Regions from separate parts of the Macaca mulatta genome. Here region 2 is linked to region 1. The links are chromatin contacts, called in public Hi-C maps. All regions are on one chromosome and are shown on one strand. The core of a region is the stretch at or near the end of the contact, and the rest is flanking DNA. Distances in the headings are between cores, read along the strand shown. Region 1 holds the start of LOC114669982. Region 2 overlaps JMJD1C (jumonji domain containing 1C).

What was found. A called contact is a pair of places that touch in the nucleus more often than the background predicts.
Region 2: a Hi-C map of fetal cortical plate shows a contact between it and region 1, with 2.3 times the contacts expected there. The contact joins the enhancer-like site here to the promoter of LOC114669982 in region 1. A contact is called at or near these places in 3 of 14 Hi-C or Micro-C datasets (fetal cortex germinal zone, fetal cortical plate and liver).

What each region holds. Positions count from the first base shown.
Region 1 is chr9:86,331,586-86,338,498 of T2T-MMU8v2.0, forward strand. LOC114669982 reads right to left here and starts at 1,616. Exons shown (of 1, transcript XM_028826600.2): 1 at 1-1,616. The coding sequence starts at 1,616. The coding sequence ends at 996. The region is part of intron 2 of JMJD1C (jumonji domain containing 1C); the gene reads left to right.
Region 2 is chr9:86,594,982-86,602,321 of T2T-MMU8v2.0, forward strand. JMJD1C (jumonji domain containing 1C) reads left to right here. Exons shown (of 26, transcript XM_077946712.1): 9 at 2,583-2,755; 10 at 3,016-5,219. Among named protein-coding and RNA genes, the nearest start is that of NRBF2, 78 kb to the right of the region's middle. Within about 2 kb of position 4,305, at least 12 of the 40 cell types and tissues checked have an H3K27ac peak or open chromatin away from gene starts, as enhancers often do. A contact at or near this core is called in fetal cortical plate, where this site is marked.

The DNA.
Region 1 (6,913 bases), core at 366-2,865:
TTTCTCCATTTCAAATTGCCCAGCTTGAGTGTTCTAGAGAAAACAGATAAAAGCCTTATAGTTATTTAAACATTCAGATTACTAAACTTTTTTAAAATAGAGGTTCAGGAAAATCTCTAAGAGACTGAAATTTAGAATATTTTATTGGACTAGAAGAATTTTTAAGCGGACTGTAATCACTAATGCCACTGAAAAACCACAACTGGGATTTTTAAAACTACCTATAAAAAAGCAGTATAAAGTGTGCCTGAAATCGAACTGCTCGCTGACATCTGTAGGGAGGTTTGATTTATAACAATTAAAGAAGTTGATCAAAGAAGAGTGTTCCAAGAGATCTGTGTGTAGGTTAGGGAGTCCTATTGTAATTGGATGGGAAATAAATATAATTTATTTTCTTGAATTGTGATTGGTTAAAATCCTTTTGTTTCCGTGGTATTTTCTAATAACTGAATCTGGGGATTTTCTCTGCTGTTATTATCCGACCTACCTGTGTGTTTGAGGTATGTACTAGTACTAAAAGCACTAAGACTGTCGCAGACAAGGTTTGTGAAATTTCAGGACGTTGACAAGGGCCCGCCACGGAGCATTTACTGTTCTTATAATAAAGCAGTGACGAATTTAAATCTCTGAATAGCTTAAACATGTAATTAGTATCGCTACAAAAGAAAAGGATGATATTTTCCCCTTCGTTTTCCCTTGAAGTCATGAACGGTTGGTTCTGCTGTGACTTTGGGGCTTAGTTTTCAGTAGAAGTGTTGTCCTGCTCTGCTGCTGGTACTGCGGTACTGCTAATTCAGGCTAACTCAGGCGGCGGGCGCCGTGTGCTCTGAACATCGCGCCGGGGGTGAGGCGTCAACCCTGGAGTTTATTTTGTGATCAAAGTGGAACCACTACACTTCACTTTCCCCTCACCTCCACTTCTGAGGGAGCAACGAATACACAGGTAGACCCCCAAAAGCTTTGAATAGCTGTCGCCTACTTCCCCGCGGCCGGCTTCATTTCTTGGTCTGCCGCCGCCGCCACCTCTGGATCTCGGAGGACCCCGTGGCGGCCGCCGCCTCCGCAAGGCTGGGCACTACTTTCCGTCTGCGGTGGTTCCGCCGACCCTCCCGCGGCTCCTGCCCCGCCCGCGCCGGCGGAAGGAGACGCGCTGCGCGTCGCCGCTGCCCGGGGACGGAGACGGAGCAGTACTGGCCGCGGTGCGGTGGCGGCGGCTGGGCTGCCTCTGGGTGTTCGACGGCCGTGTTGGGTTTTCTCTCACTTTTCTTGTGTGGCGCTGCAGCCCAACGCTGCGAATCTGGGATTCCAGAGGAGTGTTTGGGGGAGGGACCGAGGTCGCTGTGTCCGGGGCAGAGCGGCCAGTGCGCCCCGAGTCTGCGCTCGTTCGGGGCCGCTGCCGTGCCCCGGTTCGCTCTCCTCAGCATGAGCGGCCGGTAGGAGCGAGGTTTCACCGGTTCCCTCGCCCTGGAGGAGGCAGCGGTCGCTTCGGCAGCGACGGCTATGGCGGTGGAGACGCGGCCGGAGCTGGTGGGGAAGCGGTTCCTGTGTGTGGCGGTCAGCGACGAGGCGCGTCCGGAGCGCTGGGAGAGCGGACGCGGCTGGCGAGCGGGGGTCATCCGAGCCGTGTCACACAGGGACAGCCGCAATCCGGACCTGGCGGTAAGAGAGCGAGCGCCCCCCTTCCCCCCTGCCGCGTCCGCACCCGGCTCTCGCAGACGTACCTTGCGGGCTTCCCTCTGGCACCTCGCTCAGCCCGGCCAACTGGCGGTCACGCCCCTCTGCCGAGCCCTTGGCTTGTTTGCCCGCATCCCTTGCCTGGGTCCCTGCCTCTCTGCGAGCGGCTTCCCCAGGGGAGGCGGTGTCGGAGCGGGACTCCCGGGATAGCCGCGGAGGCCGCCCTGCCCCCAATCCCGGAGGGGTCGACCGCAGCTGCCCACTGTGGCGCCTGGGCGGCCGCGGAGACCTCCCCAAAAGGCGGAGCTGCGAGTCCGGCGCCGCGCGGGCAGGTAGGGGTAGGGGGCGGACCACTCATAGCGATAGGTGGCCAGCTTCCCTGGCATCTCTTTTCTTGGAAAAGTGTTCATAGTGTTGTAGCTCGAGACTTAAAACTTGTCCTGTAAGTTTGCTGAAAGGGAGGGAGGAAAGGACAGAGACGTTCCCACACAGTCCGGGGATTCCTTTGTGTTTTAGAGGCAGAGGCCGTGGTGGTGGTGGCGGTGCCCGGGTTTATCCTCACCTTAATAGATGCTTGGCTTTCTAACCGGAAAGGTTTATAAAAGTGAAAAATTTTGGTATGGAGGGTAATCTCTTTCTTTCTGTGCCCAGTGTACTTTTTTTGTTAGAAAGATGCAGTGCTTTGGAGTCAAGCTGTTTCTGGGTTTTATATGGTTTTAAATAAGACGAAAAATGTCAATTAAAATGTTAAATGCCATGCAGAATTGATTGTCTTTTTTTTTCTTTTGCTTTCTTATGTGTGACACTGCCAGTGTTTTCTTTGAGTAGTGTAGGTATGTGCGTGATTTTGAGCTGTAATATGCTCTGTTGTGTTCCCAAGTGCATTCTCACTGAGGGGCAGCTTGAAGGTAAGGGGCGTAGTAGAGACAAGACATAGACTAGACTTCCCAAGGTTGATTTATGAATACGTTATCTATGAAATTTATTTGTAGTGCCCTGAGCCACTTATTTTTTCACTGAAAATTTCAAATTTAGGAATATTTTTTTCCCCTTGTATGCATGCAAGCTTACAATTCCAAATTCACTGTAATATCTGTACAGGTATCTACCTAATGTTTTTTACCTACCTGTTTTAATAGTTTCTGAATGTTTTGTAAACTCGGGTTTTCATCACTGTAGTCAGTGATATAGTTAATGCGGCATGTATTAATGTTGACTCGACGTTGCAAAATAGGTATGTTTTGCTAATAGGTGTTTCTAACAGGAAATAGAAGTAGTTTTGAAGGTTTTGGCTGGTTATTTTCGTACAAAAGTGTATAATCTTCCTTAAGAAGTATTGCTGATGTTAGTGGTTCTAGAAATTGGGAGTTCCATCAGTAACTACTTTTATTTTGTTTGTGTAAAAGGCTGAGGTGAGAGGATTGCTAGAGCCCAGGACTTGGAGTCCAGCCTGGGCAACATAGGTGAGACCCCCCCATCTCTAAAAAAGGAAAAAAAAAATCTATATATAAATGACTTTATTGCTTTCTTAGTTGAGAATTTAAGTGTTGTAAAGAGAAGGTTTACATATATTAGTAAATGGTAAGGTATTAAGCTGGATATTAAAAAATAAATTATCTGTGGATGGTAGAGATTGACTGGAAAGAATGGGAAAGAGTTTCTTCAGGTTATGGAAATGTTTCCTATCCTGATTGTTGGTTACACAGGTATATATATTTACACAAGTAAATATATATATAAATATATATATTTGTCAAAACTTATTGAATTGATACTATCTTTACATTTCACCGTATCTGATTTTACCAAAAAAAGAAAAATGTATGTTGAACCATAACTATGTGAACCCTTGATGAGTTTTTTATCTTAAGTCTTTATTTGAAAATTTGAATATTACTAATTTAGTTTTTTTAGCCTAGAATCTACCATTTTAGATTTATTTCCAGATTTTCTTACATTCATATTTCTTAAACGAAACTTGGAACAGTTTAGCATTAACATAATGTAATATTCCTGTTAGACTGTGATTACTGCAGAGTAGATTTTAAGTTAAATGAAATTAGGCTGGGCACAGTGGCTCATGCTTGTAAACCCAACATTTTGGGAGACTGAGATGGGAAGATACTTGAGCGCAGGAGTTTGAGACCAGCCTGGGCAACATGGTGAAACCCTGTTCCTACAAAAAATACAGAAATTAGCCGGGCATAGTGGTGCAACGCCTGTGGTTCCAGCTATTCGGAGGGCTGAGGTGGGAGGATCACCTGAGCTCAGCGAGGTTGAGGTTGAGACTGCAGTGAGCCAAGATTATGCCACTGCACTTCTGCCTGGGCAACAGAATGAGATCCTGTCTGTAAATAAACAAATAAATATATAAAATGAAATTATATGGAAAATGTTGAATAGGCTAGCTTGTGATTTTTTTTTTTAAAGCTACAAATATGTTTAATTAAAAACCTATAAGTATATTAGAAGTCCTGGCTGAATACACCTGTGGCACATGATTCGGAAGGATAATGATAAGAACTTGAAAGTAGTTGAGGGAATGCTGTGTCTCAAAGACAATCAGTTATTCTTATTTTGGGTCTTATGTATGAGGAATTGCCACGTGCATTAAATTTCTATAATTGTTTTAACTAATTAACGTAATCTTGGTGGTTTAAATGTTATACGCTTAATATTTGGTAGTTCTAGAGATGAAACTATGATGAAAAGACCTGAATCTTGCTGGGCTAAAATCAAAGTGTGGCAAGACTGTTTATTCTAGGAGAGATCCATTTTCTTTCCTTTTCTAGTTTTTGGAAGCTATCCACATTCCTTGGCTCATGGCCCCCTTCCTCCATCTTAAAAAAAGCCAACCCAGTTGTAGCTCTCTGACCATTTTTCCCTAGTCATCTCCTTCTGACTCTCCTGCTTACCCCTTACACTTCTAAGTGCCCTGTTGATTACTTTGGGCCAGTTGACATAATCCAGGATAATCTTGCCGCCTGTGAACCATGACTCCATATAAACTTTAATTCTCCTTTCCCATGTAATGTAACAGTTGTAGGATCCCGGGATTAGGACATGGATATCTTTGGGATTAAATTATTTTTTTACCACACCGTGGTAGCAAACATATTTCTTGTACAGTATGAACATATATACTTTGATAAAAAGAAAGTAAGATTTTATTTTTATTTTTTCAACCAGGGGTTATAGTGATATTACTTTCTAATCTTTTAAGTAATAAGTTTAATTAGTAGAGTTTTCATTAGGTTATGTTGGATAATTTCAAATAGTTTGTCAACTTTTAAAAAAAATGGCTTGAGAACCTTTTGGGTTATCTGTATTGAAATTATCTTTGCTAACAAAATATCTAAGCCCTTTTTATGCATGAGGACCAAGTTGTTGAAGAAGTTGAAATATATATAGCACATTGTGAACCTTTTTCATTTTGAGCTTCTTTTTTAGCCCCATTACTTAGTTTTGTCTTGGGATACATTTTTGACATTACTGCAGTTCTACTTTTTGAGGAATTTTTCTAGAAAATTGATAGTGTAATGTAAGGAAAACTGGCAGTTGAGAAGTACTGTTGCATAATATTTATCCTTGAATAATATTGTGATATTAATTAAAGAGCAGACATCAATTTACTCTCCTCTTGTTTAACTTAGCTTCCATTTATGTTCTCAGTGATTTATTTATTAGCTTATCTATCCATCCATCCATCCACCCATCTGTCTACCTTTGTTTGATGCTTAGGTTGATTGTATTTCTGTTTTCAAGCCAGTTCTGTCTAAAGTGTAAGTATTTAACAAAATATGTCTGGTTTTTTCAATAGAGAAAAGGACAATAAAAAAATCATACTGTGTTTTAAAGGCCAAACCCATAAATTTGCTTGTATTTAGGGGATAACTTGGGAATGAAGAGTTTAAACTGTTCTGAGATGTGTATCAGCTGATAAGTTATTTTGCAAAACGTCTGTCTTAAATGTGAATAATATTCATGTTTAGGAAATTTAAAGTGATTTATAATTTTGCATATAAAGAAAACCCCTTTTTGTGTTTGGGTCTACCCATTTCTGCTTAGTTTTCTCATTTAAGTTTCTTATTGAGTTGGTAGCGTTACATTTCCTTGTATCTTTATGTCAGTCTGACATTTACGTTGTCTTGCATCATTATTAAAAATGCTAATTTCTGGTCTGTTTACAAAATGTTGAATGTATGAATGAATGAAAGTGATTTTTACTTCATTGGTCAATATGACCTTGATAGGTTTACTATAGCAAAATTGGTTTTCCTGGTAGGTAGAAAGACTTCTATGACTGACATAAGTATGCCAACTATTTTTCACACTCTTGAATTTGTTACTGCTATTGGTGACAAAGATTTGAATATAGGAATATGACTAAATTGCCCCAATGGTAGGACATAAACTTGTGCAGTTGTTACCACTAGCTAGTTTTAAAAGAAGGTGATGATCACCCAATAAATGTTAATTGTGTTTCTGTGTAAAATTAAAGGGGCTATTGTTTTATATGATCTTTTGACCCATCATTTATATGTTCTAGCATATATTTTAAATAGGGAATTCCAATAATTTCCAATAATTTTAAATAGGGAATTCCAATAAGTTCCAATAATTTTAAGTAGGGAATGTTTTCATTCATTAGAATAATTGAACTATAGAAATTTTATCATGCAAAACCTTATCGTCTTCGTATAGGGATATTATTGCATGTGAAAGTAAAAATGTTAACTAGATACTTCAATGTAATTGAAAGCATACACAGGCTATTTCCCTGTATTTATAAATTTTATATATTATATTTAGACAATTTTAAGTTGTATACAAGGAATGTCTTTAAGTATAAAATTCATTTTCTGTCTTTAGGTCTACAATTCATTTTCTGTCATCTTCACATATTTAGTACAGTACCTAGCATTTACTTAGGTGTTCGTAAATGCTTACTGAATAATAAAGGAATATCATAAGTTACTTGAATATTTTAATTCATACTAACCATCTCAAGTTTCTATTACTATTTGCTTTTTTTGAGACAGGGTCTAGCCCTGTTACCCAGGCTGGAGTGCAGTGGTGTGATCATTGCTCACTGCCACCTGGTACCCCTCAACTCAGGCAATCCTCCCACCTCAGCCTCCTGAATAGCTGGAACTACAGGCATGTGTTACTACACCCAACTAATTTTTTAATTTTTTCTTTTGTGGAGATGAGGTCTCACTTTGTTGCCAGGCTGGTC
Region 2 (7,340 bases), core at 3,055-5,554, 270 kb after region 1:
GGTGTTTTTAACACCTTAATGTCATCTTTTTTGACAGCTTTCTAAAGTAAAGTGAGATCACAGTTGGGGGTGGTGATTTAGAAGGCAATTTTAGTGACTTTCTCTTTTACTCAGGGATAATATTTATTACATATAACATTAGTGATGCCAATAGATAAAAGCATGCTGTTCGTCATGCCAAAAGTTTGTGAAAGGACAGATTATGTTTTGGGTAGACAGTGGCCACGAGTCTTCTTATCATTCCCAGGTTGTGATGGATACACTTTTTTTTTTTTTTTTTTTTTTTTTTAGATGGAGTCTCACTCTGTTGCGAGGCTGGAGTACAGTGATGCAATCTCAGCTCACTGCAGCCTCCGCCTCCTGGGTTCAAGTGATTCTCCTGCCTCAGCCTCCCAAGTAGCTGGGACTACAGGTTTGCAACACCACACCTGGCTAATTTTTTGTATTTGTAGTAGAGACGAGGTTTCACCATGCTGGCCAGGCTGTTCTCAAACTCCTGACCTCAAGTGATCCGCCTGCCTCGGCCTCTCAAAGTGCTGGGATTACAGGCATGAGCCACCAAGCCCAACCATGTGATGGATTAACTTTGATGATAAGAGGCACCAAATGGTTGATGCTACATCTTGCATAAGGTCTACCAGTTTTGAAAGATGTTTCCTGTGGTTTATTCCTGTTGCAAACATGGACTCCTTTTGGCTCTACTTTCATATGACCTTTGGCATTTAATGAAGTCTCACCAGTGATCCCCACAGTTTATTCTGCACCAGCATCACCACATTTGAGGTTGACAAGATCTCAGTTCCAGAATTATGCTGCCATTGATCACAAGCTTCCCATTACCATTTTGGAGGGTGCTGTTGATCTTGCGGTAGATGGGAATCCTACTAGAACCTGTATGTTACATAGTCAAACTCAGTGAAGAATCACTACTCACTATATTATCCTCTTTACCAGAATAGAAAGCAGGCCTGGTGGTCCAAGTGCCCATATTATCCTCTTTACCAGAATAGAAAGCAGGCCTGGTGGTCCAAGTGCCCTACTGCACTCACATTATTAATTCAAGGTTTCTGTTTTTATTGTTGCACTCACATTTTTATTCTGACCCTTCATTCTCAGTCATTAACCTAGCGGCAGCTGCACAAAGATAAGCTAGCTAGAGGAACCCAGGGGAGCCAAGAGCTTGCTAAAGATTTGTGTCTTTTTCCTTAATATCCAAACTCTAGAAAACGGATTTAAGTAACTTAAAAATGGCTTGGAAAGGAGCAATACTCAGTATGTGTCACACATATATGGACTTAGACCATGACTGTCTAGCCTCCGTGTTTATAAGTACATAAAATATTTTACTAACTGGTCATAAATGTGTTAAACTAAGAACAAGTGTATCGGATTTTTATTTGTTGTATAAAATTACAGCATAAAGGAGTAAATTTGAATAGCATTTTGAGCAAAAAATAAAAATGTCTTATCCTCCACTGTTGACCAAAAGTGAAGAAACAATACAGGCATAAGACACTATTATTAAGAAATAATTTTGAATGGCATATTATACATCAAAACTTTGTTGTCATTGCCATAATTGATTGCTGTTTAAGATTTCTGGATCTTGTGGAACTGAGGCCGTTTGAGACACATATTTGATCCTTATGTGTATATTTATGTATTTTTCTCTTATGTGGGGTTTATGGCTATAGTGTATGTTTTTAATCTAATTTCATAGCAGTATATTTTTGGCATGATATATTGCTTTTGCATTATTTTAAGAAGTAAAATGTATTCCCTTTGTTAGGGAATAAATTAGAGAAAATACAAAGGAGGTTGTATTTTCCTGCTATTTGACTGTCATCCTGTTAACAAATTCATAAAACATGTTCTGGAAGAATGTCAGTGAGTAAGAATATAGAAAAATCCTTAAGCATGTAATCAGATAGCTGCATGTCTCGATGTAGAGGTTGCTGTCACCTTATATTCAGTTACGAGACAGGCAGCATATTGATGTAAAAAATTAACTTTATTAGACCTCTATACCTCCAAGGTTAATGGTCCAATCTTGTTTATAGCTTAGAGTGAAATGAGGAGTGCATTTGGGTTTTGAAATGTAATTATCTGCCAGTTGTCAGTAAATTGTTACATTGGAAAAGTTAATTATTTCTGTTGACAAAAATTGACAAATTAATTTGGTTATAATTTCTACTTCTGCTGAAATGTGTTTTAGGAATATTCTGTTTTTACTGTTAGCAATATATATTCTTTTGCTGTTAAAATCTTAGGAAATCATATAAGCTAGGTTCTGTATATGGCATTTATAGTAAATTAAAGGCACTGATTTCAAGATCTATTTTTAGTAAGATGACAATAAGTTATTTAATACTGATTATGATATGGAAAAATCTGTATAATTATGTTATTATTTGACTATTTCTCATAAGATGTATTTAGAAAAGTTACAAGTTTCCCAAATAAGCTGCTATTTGAATGAACTCATAAACCACCAAGATCATACCCAGTCCTACTGTGACACGGTGTTTAGCTTTTTCTAGTAACTGAAATCTAGGTTTTTTGTTTTGTTTTGTTTTTAATAGAATTCTCCCAGTCCTTGGCTACATCAGCCCACCCCTGTGACCTCAGCAGATGGTATTGGATTACTTAGTCACATTCCTGTCAGACCTTCCAGTGCAGAGCCTCATCGGCCTCTTAAAATTACAGCCCATTCCAGTCCACCACTGACAAAAACTTTAGTAGATCATCATAAGGAGTAAGTTCACCAATGCTTAAAAATTATAAATACCTTGTTCATAATTTTTCTTAATTCGCCTTTTAAACAGTTAATTTTAAGTTAACACATATCTTAAGATTAGGCTTGTTCTGTTTTGATATTTCTTCAAATTTGTTATAATAATAGAGTACATGCAAAGATGTCTTTTACTTTCATAGTAGAATGATATTGCATAGAAGCTATCTTTGTATTTTGCAAGAAAAAGTGGTTACAGAAATATTTGTGTATTTTCTTTGCAGAGAATTAGAAAGGAAAGCTTTTATGGAACCATTACGGTCTGTTGCATCCACGTCAGCAAAAAATGACCTGGATCTAAATAGGTCACAGACTGGAAAAGATTGTCACTTACATAGGCATTTTGTGGATCCAGTATTAAATCAATTACAGAGACCACCCCAGGAGACTGGAGAGAGATTAAACAAATACAAAGAGGAACACCGTCGAATTCTTCAAGAAAGTATTGATGTTGCTCCCTTTACAACTAAAATCAAGGGACTTGAGGGTGAGAGAGAGAATTATTCCAGAGTGGCATCATCATCGTCCAGTCCTAAAAGCCATGCCATCAAACAAGATATGGATGTAGAACGCTCAGTATCAGATCTTTATAAAATGAAGCACTCAGTGCCTCAGAGTTTACCCCAAAGTAACTATTTCACTACATTGTCTAATAGTGTGGTCAATGAACCACCAAGATCATACCCATCCAAAGAAATTTCAAATATTTATGGTGATAAACAGAGTAATGCCCTTGCAGCAGCAGCAGCTAATCCTCAAACTCTGACTTCATTTATAACATCTCTTTCAAAGCCTCCACCTTTGATTAAACACCAACCAGAAAGTGAAGGTTTAGTAGGCAAGATACCAGAACATCTTCCTCATCAGATTGCATCTCACTCAGTAACAGCCTTCAGAAATGACTGTAGGAGTCCTACCCATTTGACAATTTCTTCTACAAATACACTCCGCAGTATGCCTGCATTACATAGAGCACCAGTATTTCACCCACCAATCCATCACAGCCTGGAAAGAAAGGAAGGCAGCTATAGTAGCCTTTCCCCTCCAACTTTAACTCCTGTGATGCCAGTAAATGCTGGTGGTAAAATTCAAGAGTCACAGAAGCCTCCAACTCTAATACCCGAGCCAAAAGACTCTCAGGCAAATTTTAAGAGTTCTTCAGAACAGAGTTTGACAGAGATGTGGAGACCTAATAATAACTTCAGCAAAGAGAAAACCGAATGGCATGTGGAGAAAAGCAGCGGAAAGTTACAGGCTGCTATGGCATCTGTCATTGTGCGTCCGTCTTCTAGTACAAAAACTGATAGTATGCCAGCAGTGCAGTTAGCTTCTAAAGATCGAGTTAGTGAAAGATCTTCAGCTGGGGCACATAAAACAGATTGCCTCAAACTAGCAGAAGCCGGAGAAACTGGAAGAATCATTTTGCCAAATGTGAATTCAGACAGTGTTCACACAAAATCTGAAAAAAACTTTCAGGCTGTCTCACAGGGCAGTGTTCCCAGTTCAGTCATGTCTGTAAATACAATGTGTAATACCAAAACGGATGTAATCACATCTGCTGCCGATACTACCAGTGTTTCCAGCTGGGGTGGTTCAGAAGCAATTTCTTCTTTATCAAATACCATTTTGGCCTCTACATCATCAGAATGTACATCTTCAAAAAGTGTCAGTCAGCCAGTGGCTCAAAAACAAGAATGCAAGGTCAGCACCACAGCACCAGTTACGTTAGCCAGTAGTAAGACAGGAAGTGTTGTTCAACCCAGTTCTGGGTTCTCAGGCACAACTGATTTTATCCATTTAAAAAAGCACAAGGCAGCATTGGCTGCAGCTCAGTATAAAAGTAGTAATGTCAGTGAGACTGAACCTAATGCTATAAAAAGTCAGACACTTTCAGCCTCCCTTCCTCTTGATAGCACTGTAATCTGTAGTACAATTAACAAAGCAAACTCTGTAGGAAATGGGCAAGCTTCCCAGACAAGTCAACCAAACTACCATACTAAACTGAAAAAGGCCTGGCTCACCAGACATTCAGAAGAAGATAAAAATACTAATAAAATGGAAAATTCAGGGAATTCTGTATCAGAAATTATTAAGCCATGTTCTGTCAATTTAATAGCCTCTACATCTAGTGATATACAAAATAGTGTAGATAGTAAGATCATAGTTGATAAATATGTAAAAGATGATAAAGTCAATAGGAGAAAAGCCAAAAGAACTTATGAATCTGGCTCTGAAAGTGGAGACTCAGATGAAAGTGAAAGCAAGTCAGAGCAAAGGACTAAAAGACAACCTAAGCCAACTTACAAAAAGAAGCAAAATGATTTGCAGAAGAGAAAAGGTGAAATAGAAGAAGATTTGAAACCCAATGGAGTTCTCAGCAGGAGTGCCAAAGAAAAAAGTAAACTGAAGTTGCAAAGCAACAGTAATAGTAAGTCAGTTACTTTGTTTTATCTCAGGTAAAATGGGCTGAATGTTTTAGCTGAATTAGTGTGCTTCTTTAAAGATCAGTGAGCTTAAAGGCATCCTTTGTCTTCATTTGCATGCCTTACCTTTATGTGTATGCTCATTGATCTCGTTTCTACATTTCACAAACATTTCCCCTTTAAGAGGAAATGAGAGAACACTTATTCCTCCATTTTTAAAAGACTTGTAGAAATATATGTTTTACCTGACAGTCATTGTAGGTAATTTGCATAACTCAGCATGGAATTTAGTAGTTATTCGTATTTTGGCCATTTTTAAGAATTGTCAAAATGCAGTTATGGCTGTCACACCAAAAGTGGATTCGTAATATCAGCTAAGATATTTACCTCTACCAAGATGTAGTCAGGAAAGAAATGCTACTCACATACGCATATTTTGAGGCACATTTCTAGAAGACAGTTACACTTGTCCCTGGGTATACCTGTGGGGGATTGGTTTCAGGACCCCCCCCGCCCCACGGATACCAAAATTCACAGATGTGCACATCCCTTATATAAAATAGCATAGTACAGTCATGTGCTGCATAACAACTTTTCAGTCAGTGACAGAATGCACAGCTGGGTACAGTGGCTCACTCCTGTAATCCCATCACTTTGGGAAGCTGAGGCAGGAGGATCACTTGAGCTGGGGTGGTTGAAGCTGCAGTGAGCCATGACTGCACCACTGCACTCCAGCCTGGGCAACAGAGCAAGACCATGTCTCAAAAAATAAACAAAAAATGATGGAATGTATATATGACAGTGGTCTCATGAGATTGTAAGACTATGTTTTTATTATACCTTTTTCTTTGTTTAGATACGTAAATACTTTGTGTTACAATTATCTATAGTATAAAGTACAGTAAATACTGTACAGCTTTGTAAGCTGGGTTTGTGTAAGTACATTCTATGAAGTTCCCACAATGAGGAAATTGCCTAATAGTGTATGACTATATTTGCGTGAAACCTACACACATCCTCCCATATACTTTAAATCATCTCTAGATTCCTTATAATGCCTAACACAATCCTTACACATCACTTCATTCATGCAGGATTGAACATAGTACTCTGCACATGGCAAGTTAAAGTTTTGCTTTTTTGGAACTTTGTAGAATATTTTTTTCTCTTGAGTATTTTTGATCCATGGTAGGTTGAACCCATGGGTTTAGAACCCACAGTTAATGGAGGGCCAATTTTACTTCAGAGTAATATGAATGTGGACTATATTTCACTCTTATATCATCTGGTGACAAAATGGGAAGCTTATGGAAATTATTATCTATTTAATGCTGCTCATTCAAACAGTCCTTAATGGGTAAAAATTAATATAAGGGGAGGCTTGTGGTTTTGTGTATTCATTTTGATGTTAAAGAATTACCAAATTAATAGCTTCAAAACTGATTTTATATCCTTTGTGGCAACAGCTGGACAAACTAAGGGATACTTAACAGTAATATTCACTATAAAGTGTTTCTATATCATTTTACTCTAGTAGTAGTTTTTCTCAGTTTGCTTATTTCTTTTTAGGTATGTTGCACAATGCAGAAAGCACTTAGTTTCACTATGTCCGTGTGTTCATCCACATACAATATATGAAATATCTGTGACAGTGTGGACACTCAAGAAGTACTTTCACAAGCACTTGGATGCTTGAAGGCTCCCATTTGTGCTTTTTAACTGAATGAGGTTTTCCCACATGCCTGTGTGGAAACCAGAGGCAAAGTGAAGGAGAGGAAAACAGGAGGATGGAGTCATAGAAAAGGACAGTCAGAAAGTGAAAGAACAAAGGACAAACTCAACTAGAGCCAGAGACTGACAGACTGAAATGCAAGCATAGTCAGAAGACAGAGAGGGGGATTAACATCGAAGGATACCTGCCATTTACTTGAATATTGGATTATATACAGAGTTTCTTTTTCTTATGTGTTCCCCTTACTCTCCCTCACTGCCCCCATGAATTCATAATAGGCTTAGTGTGAGCAATTTAATTGTTTCTTTTCTGTTTTATATGACATTTCCTTTGGTGTTGGGTGTTCAGATACTTGAGTAAAACTTAAAAAGCAAAAACAAAAAAACCAGATAGG